Linked DNA regions of Mus musculus: all the other regions are linked to region 1. The links are chromatin contacts, called in public Hi-C, HiCAR-type and promoter capture Hi-C maps. All regions are on one chromosome and are shown on one strand. Each heading gives the region's core, a stretch centred on a gene start, on an enhancer-like site or on the middle of the called end of the contact. The rest is flanking DNA. Distances are from core to core; before and after follow the strand shown. Region 1 has its middle 110 kb from the start of Mir6540. Region 2 overlaps Zbtb20 (zinc finger and BTB domain containing 20). Region 3 holds the start of Qtrt2 (queuine tRNA-ribosyltransferase accessory subunit 2). Region 4 has its middle 34 kb from the start of Tigit. Region 5 holds the start of Zdhhc23 (zinc finger, DHHC domain containing 23).

Evidence for each region. Promoter capture Hi-C pulls out the DNA fragments that hold promoters and counts their contacts. A called contact is a pair of places that touch in the nucleus more often than the background predicts. HiCAR-type assays count read pairs that join an accessible place to other places.
Region 2: a Hi-C map of the N1E-115 cell line shows a contact between it and region 1, with 13 times the contacts expected there. The contact joins two enhancer-like sites. A contact is called at or near these places in 2 of 484 Hi-C or Micro-C datasets (the N1E-115 cell line and nephron progenitors) and 2 of 115 datasets of contacts at active chromatin or transcription factors (embryonic forebrain and embryonic stem cells).
Region 3: a contact with region 1 is called in a HiCAR-type map of fibro-adipogenic progenitors, with 11 times the contacts expected there. The contact joins the promoter of Qtrt2 here to the enhancer-like site in region 1. A contact is called at or near these places in 10 of 39 promoter capture datasets (the 3T3-L1 cell line, cranial neural crest, frontonasal cranial neural crest and 6 more), 4 of 115 datasets of contacts at active chromatin or transcription factors (embryonic stem cells, fibro-adipogenic progenitors, large pre-B cells and 1 more) and 2 of 9 other capture datasets (adipose tissue and liver).
Region 4: a Hi-C map of the N1E-115 cell line shows a contact between it and region 1, with 6 times the contacts expected there. The contact joins two enhancer-like sites. A contact is called at or near these places in 1 of 15 datasets of contacts at CTCF or cohesin (stem cell-derived epiblast-like cells), 2 of 484 Hi-C or Micro-C datasets (the N1E-115 cell line and pre-pro-B cells) and 3 of 115 datasets of contacts at active chromatin or transcription factors (a colorectal cancer cell line, large pre-B cells and stem cell-derived neural progenitor cells).
Region 5: a contact with region 1 is called in a promoter capture Hi-C map of second pharyngeal arch cranial neural crest, with 7 times the contacts expected there. The contact joins the promoter of Zdhhc23 here to the enhancer-like site in region 1. A contact is called at or near these places in 12 of 39 promoter capture datasets (the 3T3-L1 cell line, the C10 cell line, cranial neural crest and 7 more) and 1 of 115 datasets of contacts at active chromatin or transcription factors (astrocytes).

What each region holds. Positions count from the first base shown.
Region 1 is chr16:42,187,967-42,193,609 of GRCm38.p6, forward strand. No RefSeq gene overlaps it. Among named protein-coding and RNA genes, the nearest start is that of Mir6540, 110 kb to the right of the region's middle. Within about 2 kb of position 2,400, at least 265 of the 459 cell types and tissues checked have an H3K27ac peak or open chromatin away from gene starts, as enhancers often do. A contact at or near this core is called in the N1E-115 cell line, astrocytes, a colorectal cancer cell line and 4 more, where this site is marked.
Region 2 is chr16:43,379,189-43,384,881 of GRCm38.p6, forward strand. All of the region lies in intron 4 of Zbtb20 (zinc finger and BTB domain containing 20), which reads left to right. Among named protein-coding and RNA genes, the nearest start is that of Gm9968, 18 kb to the left of the region's middle. Within about 2 kb of position 2,128, at least 15 of the 459 cell types and tissues checked have an H3K27ac peak or open chromatin away from gene starts, as enhancers often do. A contact at or near this core is called in the N1E-115 cell line, where this site is marked.
Region 3 is chr16:43,888,016-43,893,889 of GRCm38.p6, forward strand. Qtrt2 (queuine tRNA-ribosyltransferase accessory subunit 2) reads right to left here and starts at 1,661. Exons shown (of 9, transcript NM_001356329.1): 1 at 1,552-1,661. It overlaps Ccdc191 (coiled-coil domain containing 191), which reads left to right and starts at 1,887. Exons shown (of 16, transcript NM_027801.1): 1 at 1,887-2,023. The coding sequence starts at 1,976.
Region 4 is chr16:43,695,440-43,700,930 of GRCm38.p6, forward strand. No RefSeq gene overlaps it. Among named protein-coding and RNA genes, the nearest start is that of Tigit, 34 kb to the left of the region's middle. Within about 2 kb of position 3,687, at least 124 of the 459 cell types and tissues checked have an H3K27ac peak or open chromatin away from gene starts, as enhancers often do. A contact at or near this core is called in the N1E-115 cell line and a colorectal cancer cell line, where this site is marked.
Region 5 is chr16:43,977,370-43,983,020 of GRCm38.p6, forward strand. It overlaps Zdhhc23 (zinc finger, DHHC domain containing 23), which reads right to left and starts at 2,440. Exons shown (of 5, transcript NM_001007460.2): 1 at 2,090-2,440; 2 at 1,539-1,807. The coding sequence starts at 1,681. Gramd1c (GRAM domain containing 1C) reads right to left here. Exons shown (of 17, transcript NM_001359085.1): 17 at 2,981-4,769. The coding sequence ends at 4,689. It overlaps Gm46552 (a long non-coding RNA gene), which reads left to right and starts at 2,504. Exons shown (of 2, transcript XR_001781930.1): 1 at 2,504-2,869; 2 at 5,488-5,651.

The DNA.
Region 1 (5,643 bases), core at 1,150-3,649:
GGAAGAACACTCAGTGAAGCAGAGCTGGTGGTTTCCACAATGACTCCTAACTCACTGCCTTAGGCGTCTGGGCACAATTATATTCACAGACAATCCACGGTGGAGCAGTAGCAGTTAGTCTGTTTCCCAACTGAGGGAACCCAAGTTCAGAAAACTCTTATTTGAGGCGACACAGCCATCTGCACAGGGTAACCACAGACCTACTGGGTCTTTTGTGTCTACCATGAGGTTTTTCTCCACTGCAGACTTCTCTATCCTTGTGAAATCTGGAAAGCAGATGCTCAATAACCCATCTGAGCACGCTTAGAGAGTGATACTAACTAGGTGGCACCCCCTAGGATTTATATATCCTAACCTTAACCTCCAGCGCCTTTGCATGTATGTCAGTGCATTTGGAGGGCGGAGGCAGAAACTCTAAAGAAGGAACTGAGGAGGAAGTTATAAGCAAGGGCTAAGAGGCTAAAAAGATGGCTCAGCACAAGTTGCTCTTCCGGAAGACTCTAGTAATAGCACCTACATAGCCCCATAGGCAGCTCGCAACCACCTGTGACTCAAGGGGATGAGAAACAACAACAGAAAACAACTGTCTTCAAGCTGACTCTTGTCCTTAGACAAGAGGAAGAAACAAAGAAACAACAAGAATGAACCAGCACCCTGCTCAACAGAAAGTCCAGGTGCAGACACAGCATAAAAGTGGCCACCAGCCCGCAAAGGACAGAGACACTAAGAGAAACCGAGACTATAGACACTTCAGTGGCTTTCAGCCTTCATTATTTTATTTTATTTTTGACTTTTGGGGTTCTTTTTCGGGGGGGTTGGTTGGTTGGTTGGTTTCAGATTCCCAAAGTATTTTCCCCCATTTAAGGTGCTTTTCTGCAACACAGTCCATTGGCTGTAATGGAAAATGGCTTGTGTCCAAGCTGAATTTCTATCTTCAGGTATCCTTGGCACTGTCCAGAAGGAGGCTCCCTTCCTGAGAGGAGCCTCTGAAAGAATCTTGATAACACTGAATCAGGAGATGCCCATTCCACCCCTACAACCAGCCCACAATGTGGTAAAATAAGCTGTATTGACCAAAACATTTTCATGAAACCATTTGTTATGGTAAATGAGTTTGGGCACCACTGCCCACACCCATCTGCAACGATTAATCTTCTGCCAAAACAGTTTTTATCATCCTGTCCAGGCTTTTGAAATGTGACCTCCCTCTCCAATTTTGGAATCAAATTCAACAGTGTTGGCAAAATAGTAGTGACTAAGGCTGGTGTCTAGAAAATTCCTTTCAACCTTTTTTACAGCTTGCATGGAGATCAGGCCAACACAGAACCAGCAAAATCTCTTTCCTTTTGTTGTGTCGAAGAAGACAAAAGGGAGGAGTCAAGGGCTACAGATGTGACTCCAAAGAAGCACTGTTTGTGACTCCCTGTGGCTTTTACAGGTTAGCTTTACTTTTTGTTGTTGTTGTTGTTGTTGACGAATAGGTGGCAGAAGCCCTGGAAAAGTATTTGTCACATGCAATTGGATTCTTTGCAGCTACACTTGTATTTCCCTAAGGGTCCGTGAGTCCATAGAGATCAGCCGTGAGGGGGAGAGATTGCGTGTGACTGTGCATGAATCAGAAGAAGAACAAAAAGATGCGGCTGATGGTGGCAGGGAAAGACTGGAGTTAATAAGCCAGCATGTGCCTGAGGATTCTATCAGGCACAGGGATGGATGACATAATTGTTTTCTGCCTCTAATGATCTCAGAGATGTGGGATACAAGAGAATATTAAAACAAGACAGAAAGATGGAAACTCATTTTCAGCAGCTGTCAACCAAAATGGGATGTAAACTAGGAGAGAGGCATATTGAAATGTTCACAGGGTTCACTTCATCAAAATGAGCTTTTACCTCTCCCGGATGTCACGCCCTCCTTTTCTTGAGCGGAAGCAGCCTCCCCCCGCCCCCCAAACTGTTGCTCCTTGTATTCTTCCCACAACCTCTGCTGTCACTCCAGTCTCTCGTCACTGTCACCTTGCCTCTCTCCCTTCTTAACATCGTTCAATTTTTTCCTAATCCTCTCTTTCCTCGCCGCAAACATGTTTTTAGTCTCTTTCCTTTCTTCGCTCTATCCCCCTCACCCACCCTCACTTCTGCCATTAATAAGTAACTGAGTGAACCTGGAAACCCTTTTTGTGATGCCAGGAGTTGAATGGAAACGAAAGGAAAAAAAAAAAAAAAAGTCCCTATGAAAAGCACTCCAGTGTCCCCGCCCCGCCTCGGGTGCGGGTGGGCTGTGGCGTCTGCGAAGCCGCGATGCTTGCACGTGCCACGAGGGGGCAGAGGTGCGCGCCAGCGAGCCCGCACCGCCATCCAGCGCGGCAGGAAGTGCTTGGAGGGCGGGCGCCAGCGGCTGCTCTCTTGGCGTCACCCATCACCGCTGCTGACAGCCGCGTAAGGTTTCCGCCTGCTCCCTGGATGTCCACGGATGGGCGCGGCGAAGAAGCAAAGGATTCCTGATGCAAGCGGGAGGGGTAAAGTCTGCCTCAGGCCAATACAGATAGATCTTTTCCCGAAACAAAGGAGCCAGTGGTGCCGTTACGATCAGAGCATCAAGAAGCATAGCTGGGGGAGCCCCTAGGAGCCCAGCAGCCTACCGAGGTCCCCTTTGCTTCCCTGCCCCAGCTCTTCCCCGCCTGCGATGCAAGGGGGTCACATTCCTGAGCTCCTCAGTCCCCTTCCCAGGTAGCTGGAGTAGCTGGAGCCTTCATCTTTGTTAGCCAGGTCACTGTGAATCCAAACAGCAGCTTGCTTGGCCTTTTGGGTGACAGGCGAGATTAGAAGTAGCCCACAGGCTCCGTGTAGGGGAAGGATTGATTAACATTCTTCCCCTGCGGGTTCAGTTTCCTGCAAATCGCAGTAGGCTCAATTCAGCAGCAGATGGCGGTAACGCTTCTGTCAACCTGAGGATTCTCTGTGGCTGGACACACAAGTCCACACACACACACACACACACACACACACACACCCCACCCCACACCATGTATCACATACCACCACGCCTTAAGCAAGCACACTTTGAGAGTCTGGAGCCCCACAGAGATTCTGATCCCTCCAATAAATTTCCAAAGCAGGATAGGATGGAGAGAAAGACCACAATGATGGCAGAGTAATAGCCATTTGTTGGCGGCTCTGAGCCAGGTGCGCACTGCTTTTACAAGACGGGTAGTAAAATAACGGTGTTCAACTTTTATATGATGAGGTAAGGTTAGTTAAGAAATTAACTGCCCGCATTTTCCTTGCCTTTAAGTTGTGAGAATACACAGGTGCCTTTTCCATTCAAAGAAGGTAACTAGGCCTGATTCTCATTCTCTCTCTCTCTCTCTCTCTCTCTCTCTCTCTCTCTCTCGGAGCAGACGGCTCTTCATTTATTTAATTATTTATTTATTAGCTTTTAAAGGATTAGAATTATTCGACCGACTGCTTTTAGACAGGATTCCTCCTGTGCTAATAGTGCTTTAAGAATGAGGATCTTGGTGTAGCAGTCTGCCGTTACAGCTTTTCCCAGAGGAAATATCTCCAGACACTGCTTCTCAAGGATGGTCAGAAGTGGGACCCACCCGAGGGACTGGTGCTCCTGTAGCGTGGAAGAAATGGCTTCCTAGCCGTTGCAGGACTGTTATGCCGTTTGCACAGCCCCTCTACGGGACTGCTTTTCACCTGATCAATCCTGTCACACGTTGGAGCTAGAGATCACTGTGTTTCTATGAAGCCACCCGACACAGGGAGGATGTATCAGAGAAAAGGAAGGTTGACAGAGGCTGGTGTGGAGGGGACTACTGAGGAATAAGGATTTAGGATGGGAAGAAAGGCTGAATAAAGGCTGTGGCCAAGAGGCAACACACATATTCCGCACACCTGGGTGGGAGATGTTATTAAATTTCAGGAAATGGAGCGCCGAGTTACTTGAGACCAGAGGTATGGGAGCTATGGTGATGGTCCCATGAAGGAGTGTGACAACGAAGCAGTAAGACTCACCCACTTGATCAAGGAGAAAAATAGGAGCCATCTACTGAAGTTACCCCTTTGGGAATGCCCTCTGGTCCCAGAGATTCATGTATGATTTTATAGAAGAAGAAAAAGATCCTGAAACATGACTACGTTTGTGAGAAACAAACTTTCATTTTATTTTCCTTACACAAGTTAGGAAATCTCATTTTGTTTCAGTATCCAAATATCTGTAATACCATCATGGACAGGGGATTTCTTGTTTTAAAAATCTTATAAACTTTATTATAAAAAGTTTTGCAAATCAATAAAAAAAATCACACAATAAAATAAACCAGAGATCTTCCTGGGCTAAATTTGCTTTTTGTCACAGCCTGCGCAGTGGGCACAATGATCATAACATCCGTTAATGAACAGTGATCATGACCATACAAGTGGTAAGCAGCAATAAAGCCAAGATTTCGGTGCAGGTAATTTAATTTTTTTTAAAAAAAGAGGAATTATGCACTGTATAGTCTTTTTCTGTAAGACTCGACCTGAATCAAAGGGCCAAAGTAAATATTATTGGTAATAGAACCAATCAAAATCAAAATCACAGGCTCCCTGACAGTGCAGTGAGGAGCACTGTGTCCCACAGGGCAGTGTGAAGAAGCAGAAGTGAAACCAGGTGGAGAAGGACTCGGAAAAGCTCAAGATCACAAGCCAATACTGAGAACCCATTAAAGCCTGGAAGGAACTTAAGGTAGGTGCATCTATTAAGTGCAATGGGAAACTCTGCCAGATCCCTCTTTCTAAAAGCAAATAAGATGACAGTGATGATGACAATGACAATTGACAGACATTAGGTGGACATTTCAAAGAGTTGGGAGCATCATCCTTCTATACTGACACTTATTGCTTATTTTAATTGTATAAACTTCTCTCTCCTCCTCTCTCTCCTTTCTCTTCTCTTCTCTCTCCTCTCTCCTCCTCCTCCTCCTCCTCCTCCTCCTCCTCCTCCTCCTCCTCCTCCTCTTCTTCTTCTTCTTCTTCTTCTTCTTCTTCTTCTTCTTCTTCTTCTTCATCTTCTTCCTCCTCCTCCTCCTCCTTCCCCCCTCCCCTCCCCCCAGAAACACATTAAAATCTCACAAATGATGTAGCAGAGACTTAGTCTTAAGTACCTTAGAAGAAAACAAAGCCTTTCAATGGAACTTTTAAATCTTCTGGAATGGACAGTGATCAAGAAGGAGAAGAGGTCAGCGGTTAAGAGAACTGACTGCTCTTCCAAAGGTCCTGGGTTCAATTCCCAGCAACCACAAGGTGGCTCACAACCATCTGTAAAAGATCCGATGCCCTCTTCTGGTGTCTCTGAAGATATAGCAACAATGTACTCCCGTACAATGAATAAAATCTTGAAGAGGAGAAGAAGGAAAAGAAGGAGGAGGAGGACAAGAAGGAGGAGGAGGAGGGGGAGGAGGAGGAAAAAGAGGAGGAGGAGGGGGAGGAGGAGGAAAAAGAGGAGGAGGAGGAGAAGGAGAAGGAGGAGGAGGAGGAGGAGGAGGAGGAGGAGGAGGAGGAGGAGAAGGAGAAGGAGAAGGAGAAGGAGAAGGAGAAGGAGAAGGAGAAGGAGAAGGAGAAGGAGAAGGAGAAGGAGAAGGAGAAGGAGAAGGAGAAG
Region 2 (5,693 bases), core at 878-3,377, 1.2 Mb after region 1:
GGCATTCCCCTATACTGGGGCATAGAACCTTCACAGGACCAAGGGCCTCTCCTCCCATAGATGACTGTCTAGGCCATCCTCTGCTACATACACAGCTAGAGCCACAAGTTCCACCATGTGTTTTCTTTGATTAGTGGTATAGTTCCAAGGAGCTCTGGGGTTACTGGTTAGTTCATATTGATGTTCCTTCTATGGGGCTTCAGTCCCCTTCAGCTCCCTGGGTATTTCTCTAACTCCTTCATTGGTGACCTTGTGTTCCGTCCAATGGATGACTGTGAGCATCTACTTCTGTATTTGCTAGGCACTGGCAGAGCCTCACAGGAGACAGCTATATCAGGCTCCTGTCAGCAAGCTCTTGTTGGAATCTGCCTAGTGACTGGGTTTGGTGGTTGTATATGGGGTGGATCCCCAGGTGGGGCAGTCTCTGAATGGTCCCTCCTTCCGTCTCAGCTCCAAACTTTGTCTCTGTAACTCCCTCCATGGGTATTTTGTTCCCCATTCTAAGAAAGATCAATATTTGTCACATTTCAAAAGTAAATACTAGGGCTCAGCCAGTAAACTGCTTGCCATGCTAACATGCCTCCCTGAGTTCACGTCCGCAGAACTCACATAAAGAGCCAGGCACCATGCAAGCACATCTACTCCAGCTCTCTGGAGGTGGAAATAAAAGGCTCCCAGGAGATGTCTAGGTGCTCTAGACAAAGGGTTGAGCTCCAGGTCCATCGAGAGACTCTAAATAAGTCAAATAGGTTGAGAGTGATGGAGGAAGACACCTTTTATTGACCTCTGATCTTCACACATAGACACGCATGCACAGACAGAGAGACAGAGACAGAGAGACTCATCAAAACTGTATGAAAAGCCTTGTCTCTTGTCTCTTTCCCCCCAGTTCCTTGTTTGTCCTGAGCAGCTTCCTTATGTAATCAGTTCATGAGCTGATTGCTGATGTGACCTTTTGGTGGCCTCTTCAGTCATGGGTATGCCTTCAGCTCCCCTCTCACAGAGGCAGTCCACTCACGGTTTTCAGTCCTGCCTTCCAGGCTACATCTCACAGTCTCCACTGTGTTTTGGAGATCATTCTGGACCACTGCATTTTTTTGCATATTTGTTTTGGTTGCATGGTGTTCTGATATATAAATATGTTACTGTTCATTCTGCTGTCCCCACTGATAAATTTTTCCTATCATATCAAGCTGTACTCTGCTGCATACATGATAGATGTGCAGGTTTTTCTCTGAGACAAATTTTAAAGGTATAATTATTGGTTGAAGGGATGTACCCTTGTGAAATTTTGAGAATGTGACCCAACCAGGGTTAGATCTTCTTGTACCCTATTAGTAGTATCCAAAAATACCATTAAACCCCATGATTTGATCCAATCATGTTGACAGCAAATGGTATCTCTGTGTAGTGTTAATTTTCATTTTTCCATTATCTGCTACTAAGCATCTTTTGATATAGTCTTCTATAGGATAGTTCATCTCCTTCTTTTTCTATTGACTTCAAATTTTTATTCCTACTGGCTTCTTGCTATTTATATAATACAGTTAATAATAACTATATAAGCTTCAGAATTTCCCATCTTGTCTATTTTTGAAAAATTTGCTTTTGGAATTATTTTTTTGAACATACAGAAATTTGCACTCTCTTTCGCTCGCTTTTGTGTGTGTGTGTGTGTGTGTGTGTGTGTGTGTATCTGTCTGTCTGACTGTATGTGAAATTTTTCATGAAACATGCTAGCGTATGCCTACATGTGGGAGGCTGAGGATAACTATGCATCCAGGAGCAGTATGGGTTTCCTCTACCATCATTCTTAGATCTCTAACACACAGACATATGACTACTGTTCCTGTAATAGTAAGCAAAGTTACTTCATGAGTTTGGGATAACTTTAAAGTATTAAGATTGGGGAGAGGTTTATACAAAAAGCTTTTCTCCATACCCAGTTAATGTTTCCTTATCCTTCTTTACTTTGCCTTCATTTTAAAAATCCTCTTTAACAACCCTTGGAGATGCTGGAGATACAATGCTGAGTAAAACCACAGGGAGACGCAATGCCTACTCAAAAGCTAACTGTGGAATTCAATAGGACAGGGAAATGAATAAGTGCACATATCAGAAACAGGAAGTACAGTAGAGTACTGAAAAGGAGAGACAGGCTGGCCGGAGAGTATTGCTGTGGGTTTGAGACCAGTCTGAGTTACATAAAAAGTCTTAGGCCAGCCAGGTCTACAGAACAAGACTGTTCCTAAAAAAGCAAAAGAAAACTACAACTGGATTATATGAAGCAAACAAGGAAGTGCTGCTGGGAAAGAGGCATTTTTAAGATGACAGGAATGAGAAACTCCTAACATTCAGCAGGGACCTTCAAGAGACTTATTAGAGTGACCCCTGCAGTGGAGGACTGTCTCTGTCCCTGGGGTGTGAACTAGCTATGTGACTAATAAGTCATGGCAGCCTTTGTCACATGTGTCTGTGGCGTCTAACCCTGCTCACGATTCCTCTGTGAGCCACTCTTACGATCCACCTGGAAGCAAGGCTGAAGATTGTTATCATTGATAATGAAGGACTAGTGCTGATATGATTAGGAGCTGGTGAGGTTCTTGTCCAAATCCTGTGATATGATTAACCTCAAAAGATGAATCATGGCGATCAGCTGAGGAGGGATCATTAGATAGGACTTTGCCTCCACCACTGATGTAGCATCTCCCTGTGGAGCCTGAAGAATCTGTGGTGGAGTGTTCTGCTTTGCTGCTGTCTCTTCAGAGGGGGAGCAGCGTGGTTGCTGACTGCACTTTCTTCAGACTATGATTACTGACAGCAATATTCTCTGACTGACACATTCTTCCATGACCCAAGCCTGCTCACATCCGCAAATGCTGCCTCACTATCCCCTTTTGCAGACAAGATGACTGAGTATCCCTAGCGAGCAATAACCTTTGTGGTTATGCTGTTTACTCTGCTTAAAATGACTTTTTTAATCTATTTTTTTGAAATACTAAGAATCCTTCAATACTTAGCCTAAAGCATGATCCATCTGGAATCTCCATTTACTAGCCATTTTGTGAAACCATGAACCACATCTGTTTTCATCTGTTTATTTAAAGGATCTAGCTATTTTGCTATCAGTTGTCACTCATCTTTATCTTTATAAATAATATAACATCAAGAAAAGAGCATAGAAATAGGAATATAGGCAAGAGGAAAGTGAAGGTAATTTGAGTATATTCTGTTAACTGCTTATGACAAAATATTAAATACAATTCAGGTGTGCCTTGTTTGAACCTTTTTAGTCCCAGAGGCTCTCTGATGGCTTCCTGAATTCCCAGAGTGTACAGGGAAGAGTATGTGGAGGGATCATGGGTCAAGTTCTTCTTTTAGAATGTATGAGAGTGATTTTGCGCTAATAACCCCAGGATAACTCATAAAAGTGTATCTTACTCTCTCTCTCTCTCTCTCTCTCTCTCTCTCTCCCTCTCAACCCCCCCCCCATATAATAGAATTGAATACAGTTTCCCACAATAACTCTAAAGATAATAAAGTGGAGCAAAGGCTATGTTAGGACCTCGTGCAATGTTAGGACCTCGTTTGCACAAGGCCCTGGGTTAGATGCCTAGTACCACCTGCAATATCAAAACTATGATATAAAAACAGGAAGACTAAGTGTTTAAGGTCATCCTTGACTACATAGTGAGTTGGAGCCAGTGTGGGCTACCTGAGACCCTGCTTCATCTCAACCCACTCCCAAGAAAAAAAGATGAGAAAATTAATACATTTAATTTAGCTTTTATACCCCAATAAGTTTTATTTGCTATTTTCAAACATTACTTTTTCTCAAGGTCTGTTTAGCAGATGGTTTATTTTATAAACTCTATTCTTTCTAGATATGTTCCATAAATAAAAGGATGTTCTGAGAGCAAGAAAAGTTAAGGAATTAACTTATATGGAAGTCTAGATGTCCTAAAGTGCAGCAGGTTGCTGGCATCCGGTGCATTATGGGAGTATAAGCTTCACCCAAGTCAGTAACCTGACACACTCATATCTGATGAGACCAAAGAAAGAAAATAGCTCTTCAGTCCCCGAGTCGGGTTCAGTTATGAGTTGAAGGTGAAGTCAGAACTATTTAAGGTTTTGTTTTATTTATAGGCCTCACTATTAAGTGTAAGGTTTCTAAGAAAGTGGAAGACAGCGTTCCCAGCCCCGAAGCTTCTCACGGAATGAGTAAGCCAGTGCAAGGATCCTCAGTGCACATGACTGAGAGTTGTAACAAACATGCAAAGTAGAGCACTTGGGACATTGTGAGCCTGGCCTGATGGGAGTTCTCTGTGGGCCAGGGCCTCAGTGAAGGCCTGCTGATGCAGAAATGTCCCAGTGAGCCTTGGAACTGGACAAGAGCAAAGGAAATTCTCCTGGAAACTGCTGGGATAAGTTAGGAGTTAGCAGAATAAGGAACCTGTGGGAAGGCATCAAGGAAGACCTAAGAGTATTGCCAGCCCACAGACGACTCCCAGCAGTCCCCCAAGACCCAGCCTCTGTCTGAACCCTGTCTACCACCAGGAGCCATCACAGGTCCCATTGTTTTACTGTGTAATTGCTCTGCGATTCGATAATAGAAGTGCGGCCTATACATTTTCATAATCACCTCCAGAGCACATCCATTATTCAAAAGAAAAGCTTGTGTGAGAATGATAATCTTTATTTTAGGTATACTAAGTACTGTTATCATATTAGCTCATTGGGTTCCCACAATAAACCTCTTTGATAGGTGCTATCCATTGCAGAGGTAAGGAAAATGGAGTCCTCAAGAAATTTTACATTTTATTTGGAATCCTATAAACTGTACTGTCTCACTTTTTATCTCGGTTTCTCTCTCTTACACAGAGAGAGAGAGAGGTGAGGAGGAAAGAGAGGGGAGGGAGAAGTGAGGGAGAAACAGAGAGAGAACACATATGTGCTACAGGCATAGTCTAGGTTGAGAAGTCCCCAACACTGAAGTGATGGATGGTGTCTAGAAGTGTGAATGGGAATAGCACATAGAGCCTTTTCCCACATTCCAAACCACCTATAGGATGGAGAGGCTTTTTGTTTTTTACCCCTGACTGAAAAGGGAGAAGGCACTTTGCAAACTAGCCACACTCTACCACAAATACAAGAATATTATTACAGGAGAAATTACAAGGTCTTTTTATTTTTTAGACTTTATGCTCATCCAACTTTCTATTAACAATTGCATTTAGATAACTTATTTTTGAGATGTTCAAAAATATTACATATTAAAGTTTCCAGCATAGAAAAAGTAACAAAAGAAAACCATACCTTATAGCCTTGCCAGCCAGGTAACTCAAACATATGATTGAAAAACAACAGAAAAAAAATACATAAGTAGTATATATTTTATATGTATATATATATATAAGTATACCTATATATGTGTTTATTATATGTGATAATACACATATATTAATATACTTATATATTTATAAGTATACTTATATATATATGTACATATATATATATATATATATATACTTTCATCTATTTATATATATGATTGGCCCTACAATATCTTTTAAAATACAAGTGTCTTCTATATCACATCAGAAAAAAATGTTTATGTATTTGCCAATATATAAATGTTCCCTCATTTATTTAAATAACAGTGATTATGCCATATATAATTTCTTACAATTTTA
Region 3 (5,874 bases), core at 411-2,910, 1.7 Mb after region 1:
TCATCCATTGAAAGGCCTAACAATCATAGTAGTTACATTTATTGGGTACTTACCATGCTTGATACATTAACTACATTAACCCTCAAAACAAATACAACACAGACCCTACTCACCTTTATTTTATAAACTAGTCAAGTGAAGCTAATAAAGTCGCTGTGGGGTGTGAGTAAGAATGGCCCCCACAGGCTCATATATTTGAATGCTTAGTCACCAGGGAGTTGTACTATTTGAAAGGATTAGAAGGATAAGAGTTATGGACTTGTTGGAGGAAATGTGTCACTGGCTTTTAGGTTTCAAAAGTACATGCCAATTCTCTTTGTTCCTATGGATGAGAATGCAGTTCTCAGCTACTGCTCAGGCGTCTGCCTGCATGCCAACATGCTTCCTGCTGTGATGATAATGGACTAAACCTCTAAAACTGTAAGCAAGCCCTCAATCAAACGTTTTCTTTTATAACAGTTGCTTTGGTCATGGTGTCTCTTCACAGCAACAGAACAGTGACTAAGACAGTTACCAGTAGTAACTGGCAGAGTTGTTACTGGAATTATAGATGTATTAGTTTTAGAGGCTATAATATAGGCTAGTGGCTTAAAAGAAACTGAAATTTGTCAAATACAATGTTTCCATATTAACTGTGATAGTTCCCATTTTGCTACAGTGTAATTGTTCTTTTCCCATCTTGCCCCTCTACCTCTAAGCCATCTTCTCCAAATTGACAGCCTTTCTCCAGACTCATCCAAACATTTAAACACACTTGTTCTCCAAAAATGGACACACACTGTATTATATGCACTTCTCTGAACTCTGCTTTTCATTCAGGAAAAAATAGGCACACCTTCCAAAAAATCGCCATGAAACTAACTCTTCCAAAAGAACTAACTACCATTGAGACAGCGGAAAGTCTGAACGTAACACAGCCCATTCAACAATGTTCTTACTGGTTCACACTCAAGTTAGAGGGCAGGTGCTAGGTCTATGGGGCACAGCTTTCCTTATCATATTTCCACCAGTTTATAGTTTGGTTTAGATTCCCTGGCAGAATGTTTTACACACGTTGCTTTTTCAATCATTACAATACTCCCAGGGTTTAGGTACAATCCCATTTTGCCAGTAAGTAAGCTGAATTGCCAACAAGTGGCCGGGTCCAAAGCTCCAGTTCTGAATTTCTGCCCTGCCTTGAAAGCACACACGCCTTCAGTGGGCTGTTCATGACAACATCCAGGCATGGCTATTTAGATTCAATTTTCCCTTAGTTCCATTAGCCATCCCAGGAGCCCTAGACTTTCCTATTCGTATAGCTTCCCAAGTAACTGCTAAACTCAGAAAAACTTGCAGCTGAGAAGCTCATTCTCTGGCAGAGGCCAGGAGAACGGAGGTCCTTTTCTTTCTGAACTGTAACTGGCAATCACACTGGGAGACTCGGAGCTGGCAAAAGCCTAGACCAACAAGAAACCAAGTAATGACGAGGTGGGAACAAGACTGCAACGCAATAAAAAAAAAAAAAAAGTGGGCGCTATTCACCCTCCCTCAACAAGGAAAAGGAACACTCACCGGTTGATAACACAACTCCGCACCCTCAGGACCCTTAAACTCTTCGCAAGAGATAACACGTGTTCCGACTCGTAGAACCCTTGGCCCACTAAACCACGGTCTCCGCCGCAGAGCCAATCCGGAATTTCTGCGTCATCACCAAGCGCCAGAATTACGCAAAGGCCCTGCTAAAGAAGCCCAGTGACCTCCGCCGATGCCATAGTAACAGCGTGAAAGCAAGCTTCCCGCGCAACGCCTCCTGGGAGTAGTAGTTCCGGAATGTCTGACCCCTGTCTAGCTGCTAGGTGGCAGAACTACAACTCCCAGAACCACCTGAAAGCAGTCTGGGAGGAGGCGCAGTTGTCTCTGTTGTGGCCGAAGTCTAGGCCCGAGAGTGCAAAACGTGCTGCTGGCGCCCCAGGGAGGGTCCGCCTCAAAGAAGAAGATGGAGCTGAGTCGCTGGAAACGGTTATCAAGGAAGCTGAATCTCAAGGTGATCCCAGTCGGGAGCTTTGAGGAACATGGGCCGGCCCTAGGCGCCACACAGTCCTGAAGCCAGCCGCTTCCCGCCCTGCGCTTCCTCACTCTTCCCCCGGGGGCATCCTTACCTGGCCTTGGCTACCCTAGAGCCTGCACAGCCCTAGGTAGCGTGATTTAAGGAGCCAAAGGGTCTGTGTACTCACTACTGTGATGGGCTGCATCCTGTAAGGATTATTTCTATCTATGGAGAGGTCTCCTAGTGTCCATCATGGTGAGGGGAATTTGCCCCTAATCCTTACTCTGCCACCAATTTTAGGAAACTTTCCGCACATTTTCTTCTGCCCCCTTCAAATCTGAGTTAAGGGGTCTTTAAAAGGAAAAAAAAAATCATCACACGAAATTCTCTGACGTTATCCCTTATATCTTTCCCTTTCCAGTTTTACACAAGGTATCTAAAATGAACCCAGAAGTCCAGATGGTTGTATCTCAATACTTTATCCATATGGTTATCTCTAAATTTCACGAGCATTCAAAGTTAGAGCCTCCCTGTATCTCTTACCTCTTCTGTGTATTAGCACCTAAAGGCATCAGGAGGTTGAGGAAGAATTGGGGTGGGGGTGGGGGGTAATTAAAAATAAAAGAGACACCATTTAAAACTTGGAACATTACAAAAGTCACAGCCATGCAAAGTCACAGCCACACCAAGTGTGCCTTCCAGAATACCTCTTAACAGTCACAAAAATAGATGCTTTAAATGTAAAGGAGAGTATTGAAATGGAGGGGCTTCAGCTTTCAGCAGCAGAGCAGTTTCACCAGCTGCTCTTACCTTTCAGTTTTACTTTCCTGTAAAAAGAAAAAAAAATCCTCTTAGACGAGTGGCTTTTGTGGGGGCCCCAGGTAATCATTCTTGTGGGTTATCCTAAATATAGCAGCTGTGTGCACAGGGCACATTCCGCTTAGTGAAAACCATGCTCCAGATACCAGAGGGCACAGGCCAGAGCATTAGTGAGTGGAAACTGAGGTTGCTCCATTGCATAATAGATGGGGCCCGAAATAGCATATGAATATAGATTTGATGATGCAAGGCAAAAAAAAAAAAAAAAAAAAAATTGGGACAACTTAGAACTACAAAAAGAGGGATTTTTCCCCCCTGATAGTGCTCATTATTACTGTCTAGAGGATAAAGTAAAATCCATGAGCGCCTTGAAATTCAACTGTGTTTGAATAAGATCAGCTCTTTCTTTGTTGCCATGACAGTTATTTAGACAGAACAGCTGCATTAATTGTGTGTAAGGTGAGATGAAGGTGAAGTGTTAGGTAAGTGAGGGAGGATATTATACCCTTTACAGCAACTTTCTTGTGCCAGTTGATTGGTTTCTTGTCCCGTTGTTTTAAAAAAAAAAAAAAACAAACCCCGAATATTTTTGCAAAGCAAATCCCCTTGCTTACTCAGTGGCTGTTAGAGTTCTGTGAGCTTCTGGATGTCAGAGAACAGAGGAGGCTCCCTGTGGTCTCCATTTCTCAGTTCAGGTTAATAGCTGACTGATCTGGGTAGAGATTAATTTGTTTCGTTCGTTTTAGGCTTGGTACAACAGTACAAGTTGAGTAGTTTTGTTCCACACCCCCCACTCCTGTTTTATCAGACATCTCAGGTGTAGGAAGGACTGGAAGGCATCTGGCTACTTCTACAAACAGGAAAAGAAAGGACCATAACAGTCGTTAAGCAGAAAATGGCAGAAAGAGGTGAACTAAACAGTGTTTGTATGGGTTTCATGAGAAGTAATGTTTCTATACCCGAATATAGAATACATACTTCTATACGTTGACTCTTAGCCCTGGAGAACTAAGACATAAAAAAAAAAATGCTGATGCCTAGACTACAGACCTAGTACATTACAATCTCAAGGTAGCCAGGAGTGATAAGGATGTCACAGACAAGGCCTCCTGTTTCTTCTCCTGTGGTTTAATGCGCGTTCCCTGCTAGTCAGTGCTGAACTTGCCAGTGAAAAGTTGGGAGGAAAGGATGAAGGCTACCTTTCCATATGCTTTAGTGAGAAGACAGCTTAAAGACAGTAGTGTTGCTGAAGCTATTGCTATGCATTAATAGTTTGTATCTATTTCCTACAGTCTTCATTTGAGCCTGATAATGTGGGGCACTGGATTAAGGTAAGGCATTTCAAAATCAAACAGGAAGCATAAGGCTCAGGTGTCATGATAGATCTCCAGTGTGCATACAGGTGACTGTTGCTATTCCTGTACGATTTTGTATGTCACCTCAATTTTAGATTTTCTAACATCTTTCATTATTCTGTTGCTTTTCGTGAGGTGGCTTAAGTATAAACAAGAAAACAAGTCGATGCACATGCCTTTCCACTAGCATGAGCATTACATGAAGAAGCCAATAGAGTAAGAAAAAAGAGACCTTGGGAGGTAAAGTTGTAGCCTTCGTCAGACACAAGGAAGACGGTTTTGTACGTACTTCAACAAGAGGACCCATTGGCGAAAGCTACATGGCTATCACCAGAATTCATTAATGTCAAGAGCAGTCCAAAAATGGACTAAAAGTTTTCATTAAGAGGCATGTTTTCCATCACTGGGAGTATTGGAGTAAATGCTAAAATTTCACTTAATGTTGCACTAATAAAGAGTAAGCTGGAGCATCCATTGAGAGGGGGATTAGATAATCCGCACAGAAATAATGACTTCCTGACCTGTGATATCTTCCAGTCCTGAGATGTGTACTTTTTAACTCAGGTACCATTAAAAACACTTCATAGGCATACATCTGTCAACTTAGCAATTCATTGTAATCAGTTTATTTGTGTAGCACATAGTTCAAAATCATGTGGTATTTTCCTGAGAGAATCTTCTATCTGGAAGTATTTTGAGCAAATTTTATCTACGTTGGCAGGTGTTATGGGCACCCAGCCAGCCAGAACCCAGCCTAGCTGTAAAGTTTTTAAGCTATTTACTCACTTGCTATTATTTGTTAAGTGCCTACTAAATCCAAGCTTGGGATGTTGAGTACCACAACTGAAATGAGACGCAGGCCAGAGATTATAGTCCAGTGGAGCATAAATAACTGACTTAAAGCTACTACCAGAATTGAAGTTAGAAGAGAAGTATATGATGAGAGGCATTAATCTCGACGGGGCTAGGGAAGACACCCTGACCACTGCAGAAGCCCTGTCCACAAGACAGCTGAGACAGATCACATCGTGAATGGCAGCCCCTGGAAGACCACTTAACCTCCAGGAACCCTAGCTTGCATGTCAGTGTCCGAGTCTCAGTACTGAGGTCCTGCAAGCCTTAGTGACACACTTGCTTACCACCTCTTATAGAGGGGGAGATTTAATGAAAACTCAATGATAAAATCCATCTTGTCTCACTTCTATGATTTTCCTCCTTCATGGAGCTGTCAGCCAGCTGGACTCAGAGTTTTATCATCCCGCTAAACCATCTGCACAGGCTCTCTCACCGTCCTGCTCACAAATCTCCCGTCTTAAAAAATCAATAAGTTCTTATTCGACCCCAAAGTCAGTCCTGATTGTAGAATGATTTTATTTTCTTATCTAATATCTGCAGATGTATAGAATGTGGACTCTTGGCTTTCCTACTTTCATTGTTCTCTCTTGTCCACAATTATTTTTGCTTACTTTCTGTTTCTTACTCAGTCAGCAGCACCATACACATTAAAAAAAAAGTCTATTTATTTCAGTTTCCCTTCCACAGAAACAGTTACTAGAAATGACTTTTTTGACCAAATTCATCGTCTTTTGATATCTATCAAACTTCTCCACTTTAATTTGATAGCCTCAGCTCTGATATTCTAGGCACCCTCTCCTCCTGATCTTTGTCCATTGG
Region 4 (5,491 bases), core at 2,437-4,936, 1.5 Mb after region 1:
CAAAAACATATATTTTTCCCCCCAACATAATATTCATCTTAAGCCATCAGACTTAAGTTTTATATAAACAGATTATATCTTTTACATTTGCCTGTGTTCTCTCTCACAAATGAGGAGTACTTATCAATGCCATTTCATGGGAAATCACATACTGTCAGAAATATTTTCCCTAATTATAAATAAAGGAAGGAGGCTTTTCATAAAGAAATATATAGAACACCTGTAAATATATTTGGATAAGAGTCACATATAAAACACCAGTAAATATATTTGGATAAGAGTCATATATAAAACACCAGTAAATATATTTGAATAAGAGTCATAGTATACCCAAGTGAGTTACACTGAAGAAGATGTATTTTCTTGTACATGTTGTTTTCTCATTTAGCAAAAGAAGTTGGCAGGCGTGTGATGAGACATGTGCACTCTGGCTGTTGGGGATCAGCTCTGGAAAGTGAACTGTGAGAAGAAATGAGATATCAGCTGGGTCGGTAACGAGAACACAGCTCCGTTGGAGGACCTTGTTCTCGGAAGAGTCATTGATCACTGTACCCGGGCTGTGTAAGTGTTGACTAAGCAGGTTTCACTACCCTGGGAAAGAAGACTACAAAAACGTTGGCATTTCCTGTGGTTAACATCTGCCTGTGATGTTAAAAAGGTAGGTAGCCATCCTAGGAAATAGGGACAATGATTTTACAATAATTCTGAAAGTGGCAGTGGGTGATGGGCGTGGCTGGTTGTCTTAGGAATTCATGACAGTCATTCAAAAAAGTTATCACTCAGGAGATCCAGGTTAGAGGGAAGGGTTAGGGTTAGGGACATCGTCTAGGCTTGTCACAGTGACACTGGAGTAGAAGAACATCCATGGACTATTTCAAGGTAGAACTCACCACCCATACATATGACAGACAGTGCAAAGTTACTGCTTCCTATGACCTGAACTGACCAAACCTCTTCTCCCGCTACCATTTTAAGGAAACACTGAGAAGTGACTGATGCTCTCATGAAACATGTGGGATCTATCAGAGGAAGACTTCATGATAATGAGACACGTGGGGCAGGTCCAGTGGTGGAAGAGCACTGAGCACTCCCAAGTGCTGGGCTGGCTCCTCCATCCCGTAGCTATGCTCAAGTTTCTAATATCTGATGTATGAGTGGTTTTGCCTGTCTGCATGTCTGTGCACCGTGGCTGTGCCTGGTGCCTGCAAAGACCAAAAGAGTATGTCAGATCCCTTGGAACTGGAGGTACAGACAGTTGTTAGCTACCACGTGGGTGCTGGGATTCGACTGTGGGTCGCCTGGAAGAGCAGTCAGTACTCTCTCCAGCTCCCACTGAGCTCTTTACAGTTCTGATTGTGGTTCTTGATTCTCCCTCACTTACTCTGTGACTTTCATTGTGTGCTGCTCATTGGAATGAGGTTCCAGAAATTCCTTGAGACCTGGGATCAATGCCCCTGCCTTCGGGGAAAATTGGTGCCTGCTTTAACCAGGCACCTAGAGGCACTACCCAACCCAGAATAACTTCAGTACCCATCTTGGGATTTCTCAGCTTATATTAGTTGTGGGAACGCTAGCCTTAATTCCAATGAGAGCAACTCCCTGTTATAAAGTTCTCAGGAGAAATTTAGCTTTCGCCGAATCTCCAGGGTAAAAGGGACACTGGGATCCCTTCTGGGGGAACCTTTCTCTGTCTCCTTTTTCTACCAAACAGATGTACCTACTTTAGGCAGCTCAGCCATTCCTCACCTTGCTCAGAACTCATGGCTACCTCCTTCCTCCTCCCTTCTCCCGAATAAACCTTTCTCTTCATTTTTGGCCTTAAGAATTTCTTGATAATAAAACTGTGCAGTTTTTTCTTGGTGGTGGTTTATTCTGTGTCTTTTGTGTGTGTGTGTGTGTGTGTGTGTGTGTGTGTGTGTGTGTGTGTGTTTGTTTAAGACAGGATTTCGCTGTGTAGCCATGGCTGTCCTGAAACTTGGTAGACTAGGCTGGCCTCCAACTCTAAGGGCTGCTTCCCTACTGCTGGGATTAAAGATGTGCACAACTAGGATTGTTATGCCTGGCACAATAATCGTTTCATAATGGAAAGCTGGGGAGATATTTTAAATTTACTTTAGTCCACATTTTGTTGAGACTGGTGACAATTTTGAGTCCCATTAGCCTGTAGATTGCCATTTGAAAACCTCTAATCCGGATTGCTAAGACTCTATAAAGCCATAAAGGACGGGGCATAACTTGAACCTTATCTCCCTGGGAAAGCATTTGTTGTCTTAGCCTCCACTTATCTATAGAAACAACACATGGCCTATATGGACATTCTGGGAGCTTATAGGCATATTCAACTGTAGTTATTAGCTTCTTGCTTTCATCCTCTCTGAGAAATACTCCCAAATGAGAAATATCCATGTTAGGGCTAGAGAGATGACACCTCAGTGACTGAGGGCCTGAGGTCACTTCCCAGAGCCCACAGCAAGTCATCCACATTGCCAGTGACTCAGCTTCAGGTCTACCTGACTCACTCTTCTGGCTTCTTTCGGTACCCACAGCATGTGTGGCATTTACCACACAGTCACACATAACCAGAAATAAAATAAATATTAAAATCCAAGCCCATCTTTCTTCGAGTTGCTGTTGTCGTGTATGTTGTTACAGTGACGAGACACGTAATTGATACGGCTTTCCAACTAGAATCTGTGACAAGTGACAGCATTGAGCGTTTTCACTAAACCAAGCTCTGTGTCAATGGTTTTGTATTTACTACCTCACTGAACTCTAAAGGAAGCCTAACAAGCCAGATGCCATTGTATCCCAGTTTTCTAGGTGGCAATTCTGTGGATTGAGAGGTGAGACAACTTGACTGAGTTGTTTCAAACCCTGTGCTCAAACTCTTTCAATGTTTGCCACGGGTAGTATGTCAACACAGCCACACTGTGCTACAAATTTTGCTTAAAAAAAAAAAAAAAAAGTCCAGGGGACTGGAGAGATGGCCTAGCGGTTAAGAGCATTCACTGCTCTTCCAGAGGTCCTGGGTTCAATTCCCAGCAACCACATGGGGGCTCACTACCATCAGTAAGGGAACTGATGCCCTCTTCTGGTGTGTCTGAAGACAGTTACAGTGTACTCACATACATAAACTAAATAAATCTTTTAAAAAATCCAATCACTTCCCCCACTGGAATGTAAGTTGGAAAGATAAATATGAGAGAGAGAGAGAGAGAGAGAGAGAGAGAGAGAGATCTAAAAGTATAGAACTGGAAGTGACAAGAACGTAGGGAGAAACAAGACAGCTTCCTTCCCACACATCTGCTCCTTCAGAGTCTTAGCTCTGCCCAACTCTTTATTTACCACCACCACCACCTTGTGTCTGATTTTTAAAATCATTTTTCTCACCTCCACTGCTACTGCACAGTCCCTAACCTACCTCCCTAAATCCACTATTTTGTATTCCCACCCCCACACCTCAACCTACGGATCCTTCGAGGAAGATGCAAACAGAGCATTGGCTATTTTAAAACGCCACAATTTTAAAAAGCACTCATCTCTTTATATCTACTGCTTGCCACAAATCCTTTCCAGCCCCGCCCTCTTCCACTTGACGGAAAGGCAGAAGTCTATGGTGGAGCCCACAGGAACCTTCTGGTCCCGCCCCCACACCTTGTCCCGCCCCCAAGGCTGTCTCTCCTGCTAGCCTGTGGTTTGTGGGTTTGAGCTGTCGGGTTGGTATGTACCCTGTGTTCTCTGCCTGGCCTGTCTTTACTGACCTCTGCCTAGGGGACTTCATCATCTCTTCCAGTTTTGTTGTTTTGTTTTGTTTTGTTTTGTTTGTTGTTGTTTCTTGAGATGGGCCGACCTCAAACCTGTGCTCCTCCTGCCTTGTTAGGGCTGGGATTACAGTCCCATGCCACCATGGCTGGTGGAGTCTCACTATCTTTGTAGGCTGCCACCATCACGTAAGCTCTGGAGAGCGTGTGCCTGATACAGGAAAGGGTTCAGTAGATTTGGTTAAGGGAATAAAGTCACAAAAGCACAGTGATCCTTATACCAGGTCTGTTGACCTCTGGTTTTACCTCATTCTACTGAATAACAAAGATGGGATTTCCCCCTCTGCCTCTGACGTGAATGAGTTACAAGCTGGGGCATATCAGATTCTCTAATACCCCACGCTATGCTGGACATACAGGAGGTGCTCGAGAATTCTAGAATTCTGAATAAGTATTTGACCATGAGACATAAACATGTCTCCTGCTAAATTCCAGAGCTCCTCTGACTAAATCTCCAGCCAATAAACAGAGCTCTGCTACAGGAGGAGCAAGGACTGCCCAAGGTCTACTGCAGCAACAAGGAATTCATCACATAAAAACTGCATCATTTGGCTGGGCGTGGTGGCGCACACCTTTAATCCCAGCACTCGGGAAGTAGAGGCAGGTGGATCTCTGAATTCAAGGCCAGCCTGGTCTAAAGAGTGAGTTCCAGGACAGCTGGGGCTACACTGTCTCGAAAACCAAACAAAGCAAAAAAAAAAAAAAAAAAAAATCTACACAGCCTCATACTTTCTATAGATACTGTTAAAATTCTCTAAAGGGGAATAAATCGTTGCATATGCTCTCAAAGCCCTTTCTCTAGTGACAATTATTTTTTTCTGGGGCTTAAAATTGAACATATCTCAATGGTGTTGACTAAGGTCTAATTATAATGAGAGTTCTGAAATCCTAAATGAAATTATTTGACCATATCAAATTCATGCTTGACTGTGTCTTCTCTTGAAGATTGGCGTTCCCAGATCTCCAGTTACATCCAACTTGCTGCTCATAGCAAACGAGTAAGTGTGTAGCACACGCTGTCAGAACAGCAAACTCGGACACCTGTGTGCCAGTTTGCTTCTGGCCTTCCATTTCAGCTGCTAGCTCTAAACGAATTATCCCAACCGCGACCCCCACCCCTTCACACACACACACACACACACACACACACACACACACACACACACCATTGCCCGATAGTACACTCTGTCATTACAACACCTCAGACATGTTTCTACACAGTGAAAAGGCAATGGCTGCTCAGAACGCCACAGTTGGAAGAGCGTTTTCATGTATTTAAGTCACCCGAGTCTCACGGCAGCCCTGTGTCTTCAACAGGGCTGCGGCCTTAGTGAGGAGCAGAGGAAACACACAACTCAGAAACCTAAGCTGTTTGCTTTGCCAGGTAGCAAGTAGCTAAGAACATCGGGAGTCCTGCTCAGGCCCTCTGGCTAGAAGCCCACACATTTCCCACAGCTCCTCTGCAAAATGAGCTGAAGTACAGCGGCTCCTCCTGGTGTCCCCACCGCTTTTATGTTAGCTGTAACTTATTTGGTGACTCATCCTTTGACATCCGCCAGAATCCAAGTCCCCAATGCGCCAGTTTAGAGGTTCCTGGGCCTCTTATTTGGAGATGGAGTCACTGATTTGAAACGCCATTGGTTTTGTTTTATCGTATTTTGTCATTATTC
Region 5 (5,651 bases), core at 1,190-3,689, 1.8 Mb after region 1:
TCCAATATTAGTGGCTAAAATTCATGTAGTTCAAACCTAACTCTCGGTGCAATCTTATTCAGAGGTGGGGCTCTTGGGAAGTGTGAGGTCAACAGAACACACTGTGGATGAGATTAACATCCACACAAAAGAAGACCAAGAAAGGCAGGGTTTTCATCCATTCTGCTGGGTGGGGATACACTGAGCAGATACCACCCATGAGGAAGAGGGGCCACACTAGATACTAAATCTGCCAGCACTTGGACTTTGGGTTTCTCCACCTTTAGAACCGTAGACAGTCCACTTCCATCACTTGTAATGTACCCACTCTGAAGTATTTTGTTGCAGCAGCCTAAGTGGACTAAGACAGGCGAGAAAGAAAAGGTAGTTTAGGTAAAAATAACTGTAGGCTTTTTTTTTAAAGGCACGACACACCTTAAAGTGAATGGGAGATATCACCTGGAGTCAGAGAGTAGTAGGAGTGGTGGGAACAGGGCAGCCTGTCTCCAGGAAAAAAGATAGGGCAGAGGAGAGAACTCAGGACAGCTCAGGCCCCAAGGGCTAGGAGAGAGGAAGAGTTAGCAAAGTTAGTGGCAAAGCCATGGTCCTTCCTGAATGATGGCCATTATGGAACTGGCATACACTCTCCATTCCTTAGTGCAAAGTGCTCTATTTTCCTCAGGATGGATTTTAGACTAAGTCTCAAGAAGCTATATTTAAGGCTACCTATTTAAAAAGAAATACTATAGAAAGAGACAAGGAACAAAGAGGTAATGGGCTTTACCAGTCAAGAGTGACAGAAGACTGCAGTGGTCCCCATGCAAAGCTGTTCTTGGCCTGATTAACAATCTACAGTCACCATGACTGTGTAGCCAGAAGGGACAATTTCTGGGAAAAGCTTGTCTCCAACATCCCTCTTCCTATCACTTTATGCCTTCCATAAGCAGATGTTTAAAATATATATATTTAGAAAAATGGCTAAAAGCAGTTTATTGCTGCTTGATACAAACTGGTTTTAACAGAGGTTAAAAACTCTCTTTTTAGATAGCAATCTCCATCGCTGAGATTGTGGTAAAAGTAAAGGCCAAAGATAAGACAATATTCCAACCAGGACTGTGTTGCTACACACAGAAAAACAGTCACTCCCCACAAGGTGTACATGGCCTCTCTCTCTGGAAATACAGGGTGAACTGAGAACAGAGAAGCTATCTTTTACCCTTCAAGTTCATGTGACCACGTGAGAACAACCCCATGCATGGGTCCTACTAAGATCACTGAAAATACAGAACTTTCTGGAGTGTCCATTTAAACTTGCAGTGTGTGTGCTGGATTGCGTTCTTATATACATCTAATCTACCCTACTATCCTCCATGATCCTTTAAAATGAAAACTGTTAAAATCCTCACACCTGACAGCAAAAAACCAATCCTCTATTTTAGATCCTTTGGAATAGCAAGAACAAACCTCAGCATTCTGGACGGCAAACCTGAAGGAATATATATACATATGTAGGTCTCAACAGAACCAGTGGGGTCAGCATCTGGAAACTGTAAGCTTACCTGTCACAGCCTTCATCGAGGTCTTGACAATCACACAAACAGGCAGCCACGTGGTTCTTTTCCCCATTTCGATCTATGTATTCGCAACAGCACAGGGGCTCCAATTCAGGTTCTTCGGTTTTCTTTTTTTTGACTGGCTTCATATTGCCCTTTAGTGTACGGATTTGTACCTGTCACCATGAGGCATAAGAAGCTCACAGAAGGTAAAGGTGGCAAGAACTCAACTCACATCCTGTAAACACATCCTTGCTTCTCATTAACGCCAACGCCTGAGCAATAAAAAAATGAAAAGGGGGGAAGGGTCCTGCTTTCATCAGGCTTTTCGGGCTCCGCGTGGCCTGACAGGAGGGTTCCTTGACTTCTGGGGCTCTGAGCACCTTCCCCTCCCCTTCCCAGCTAGGCTAGCAACATCTGGGCACCAGCCGTTCCCATGGCGACAGCCGACCACGCGGCCCGGGACAGCAGAGCTAGGGCGGCCCAGTTCACCTGAGGGTGCCGGCTCAAAGGGCCGGGCTGTCCCCACCCCAAGGCTGCGCGCCGTGGAAACTCACCCTCGCAGGTGCAGGCAGCGACGCCCTGGCGCTGCAACCACCCACCGGCCCGGGGATGCCAGGAGCCCCAGCAGCCCCGAGGTCGCCCGTCCAGCCCACTCCGAACCCGCCGCTCCGAGGGCGTGGGCGGGCCTGGAGAATGACCTTGGCGGGGAAGTTACCTGCCCTCCCGACAGAGGCGGGGACCGGGAGGAGGACCGACTCCCCTGGGCGCGGCTGAGCCTGCGACCCCGCACGGCAGGCTCGGGAGTGCCGGGCGGAGTCGCCCACCTGTGAGCACCGCCGGTGCGCGCGCCTGCCGAGCGAGCCAGTCGCCCCCGGTCGCCGCTCCGCAGGTCGGCGCGCGCTTCCGGGTGCCCCGCCCCCGGCGCCGGGATCCCGCCGCCCGCACGTGCGCCGCCTGCCCACGAGGCCCCTCCCCCGCCGCGCTCCGGCCGGGCCACCTCGCACCTGCGCCGGGGCCCTCGCGGTGCCGCCGGGGTGCGGGATCGGACCCCGGCGCTCGCGCGCCGCCAGAGTTCCGCCGGTCGCCTGCGGTCCTCCAGCGCCGGCAACAGGCGTTGGGGTTCGATCCGCACCTTGGCCGCCTTCAGAGGTGCCACCCCACGAGTCGCCCGCCTTCCCTTGAGGCCCGCTGTGGACCCCAAGCCCGGCTTATCCAACTTGTTCTCGCTCGCGAGTCCTGGAGGATGGAGCTGCTTTCCAGCCAGGCCTCGGTGGTACTTTTGATTCAGTAGTCTGCACATTTGCAATGAAATTGCCCAAGAGAGTCCCCTCTGGGTTTGTATTGCAGCACAAATCTGTAAGAACTATGGGCCTACGTACAGGTTTTCCCTACCCCAGGCTTTCTAGGTTTTGGTTTGGTTTTAAGCAGAAACAGAAGAAAAAACGACAACTTAAACATTTCCGGTTTTATTGAAGTCAATCCATACATAACAGATTAAGATCTCATTAATTCTACGTACATATTTAGTGTTTTATCTACAAAGTGACGTTGGTAATCTTTGAGGTATATGGTGAAGTGCTTTAAGAGAAACCACAAAAGCATTCACTTTGACAGTTAACATTTTTCTAAATTTAACAATCTGAAGTTTCTAATCCAGTCACTCAAACTCACAGCCAGAGACTTCCTATGTTCTTATCACAAACAAAACAGAACAGAACAGAACAGAACAAAACAAAGCAGAACAGAACAGAACAGAACAGAAGGTATTACTCCGAAGCCCCCTGCCCCAGGGAGATTAGTTAGGATTCATGAAGAGAAACCCTTCCCTTTAGCCAGTATTTTTATTCCCTACAGGCGTCTCAAAAACATTGTTAGCAATGACATTTGGCTTTGGTGACACTGAGGGAAAGGAAACATTGACTAAAGGCAATGGATATTCAATAAAAATAAATATATGTGCGTGTTCTAGAAAGACAGCTAGAGAACAAAACAATAAATACGTCCTGAACATTTCCTAAATCCCGGGGGACGCAGCTAATTTCAAGTCAAGTCGCCAAGTCCTTATTTTCACAAACCACTGGTGCTGACACAAGTGCCTGAGTGGTTTTCCCGAGAGCCCAAGCTTGCGCCTCTCAACTCCGGTCAGCTTGCATGCCCCCCAGTCTTTATTGCTGAGTGCAAGTTTGTGTCCAGCTTATAATTTGCCAGCAAGACAAGTTAGCTGCTACTGAAAAGTGATTAATTATTTTCTACCTGATGGGCCACCTCTATCATGGGTGTTGCTAAGCTGAATCTAAGCATTACTCATGGACTCAATTTGATCTGTCATGGAATGCCCAGATTTTATAATAATCTTACGACTTCTAAAACTGAAAGTAGTTCATTATGAGCATTGATGTCCTATATACTTCCTTCTCCTAAATTACTGTTCAGTCTTTTTGATATATAAAGGATAATCTCACCTTTGGTACTTATACGTACATACATATATGCACACACATATGTATATATATGTACATGTATATATGTGTGTATATATATACATATATATCCCTTCATTCAGATACAACATGGCCAATGACTCTTTCGGACATACAAAAGGTCTGACCATTGGCCTTGAGGCCAAGTCAAGGAAGGCACTGTAAAATTTAAAGATACAAGCCTGGAATGTATGCACTTGGAAAACGATCCTTTAAGGTGATAAATGATTGAGGGGTTTCTTCTTACCTTTTTAGGCTCTTAAACTCAGTTACAAACGCAGCCCCCCACCCCCACCCTGGGCACACAGGGACTCTGTGCTAACATAAATTTAAAGGATCAAGTAGCAAGCCTCACTATAGAAGAATAGCCATCCTACCCACAGTGCCTTCCTTCCCCTTTTGTGTCACAGAATTTCAATTCCAAAATATATTTCATGGTTCACTGGAGAAATTCACAGCTTAAAAGTATCTATAAGAAGTGAAAAGATAGAGTCTTAAGGCTATTGGAGAGTAGTCATTGAGTAAATGTTATTTAAATACAGCTTTCCTGGTAGAAATCCTGGTAATAAAAATATCAGAAATGTCCTTATGACAGTGACAGTCTTCATCCTCCGATTCCTTCCAGATGTTGCCTTCTAGGTCCAGATGTCTCTTTGGTTTCCACATTTCAGCACTAGCTCTCCACAGCCACCCCAGACTTGTTCTTATTTAGTAAATCAAAGGTTTTTTGAAGCATAATGAGTGAGCTCTTCAGCTGCAAACAAAATGATCAAGAATCAGACTTCAATTTTTGCCAATTACTTTACTCCAAAAGATATATGAGTATATGTATAAACATATAATGTATGTATTTGATTCAAACATCTATGATAGATAGATAGATAGATAGATAGAAAGATAGATAGATATAGATATAGATATAGACATAGATATAGATATAGATATAGATATAGATATAGATATGCTCAAATAAATTAGATCATCAATCCCTGATTCTCCAGTATGTGCTATATGAATTCTAGAGAGTTCTTACCAGGTACTAAGGGCCATATAGCCTTCCATGCAATGTACTTCCCAGGAAGCCTCTCTCATTATCCAGAGGGAAAGACTTGTTTTCTTAGACCTTCCTCAAGTCTCAGTAGTGTTTCCATTCTTCTCTGAACACATCGAGCCCCACAACTGAGCCATGTCTTCCTAATCCCCTCAAGATTCTCTTCCCAGTTCTGAAACGTACCTGTACCTACTGACCCCACGCGATCTTCCCCAAACGCCCTGCCTCTGAGCTCCCAGAGCACTACCAATTTCACACTTCTATACTACTTAACCCTGCACTTTTAAAAACAAACTTGAAAGCCTGTAGGGTAACTGACTTCTCTCATAAAATTGAAGCAACTCCAGACCAAGAAATATACCTTATCCCTTACTGTGTTGGTTCATTTGTTCATTCAATAAACCTGGATTATCTGTTTCAGGTTGGGCACGGTGCTAAGCATGGACCTCACAAAGCTGAGCCAGATGTTCCCAAAGAGCAAAGAGGCTCAAGGATAGAAGAATTTATGGAGGTGGTTACAGAGGAAGAGAGAAGGTTTCTCTTCTCTATAAGGCATGGTCATCCACTGAGTGAGAGAATAGCGTG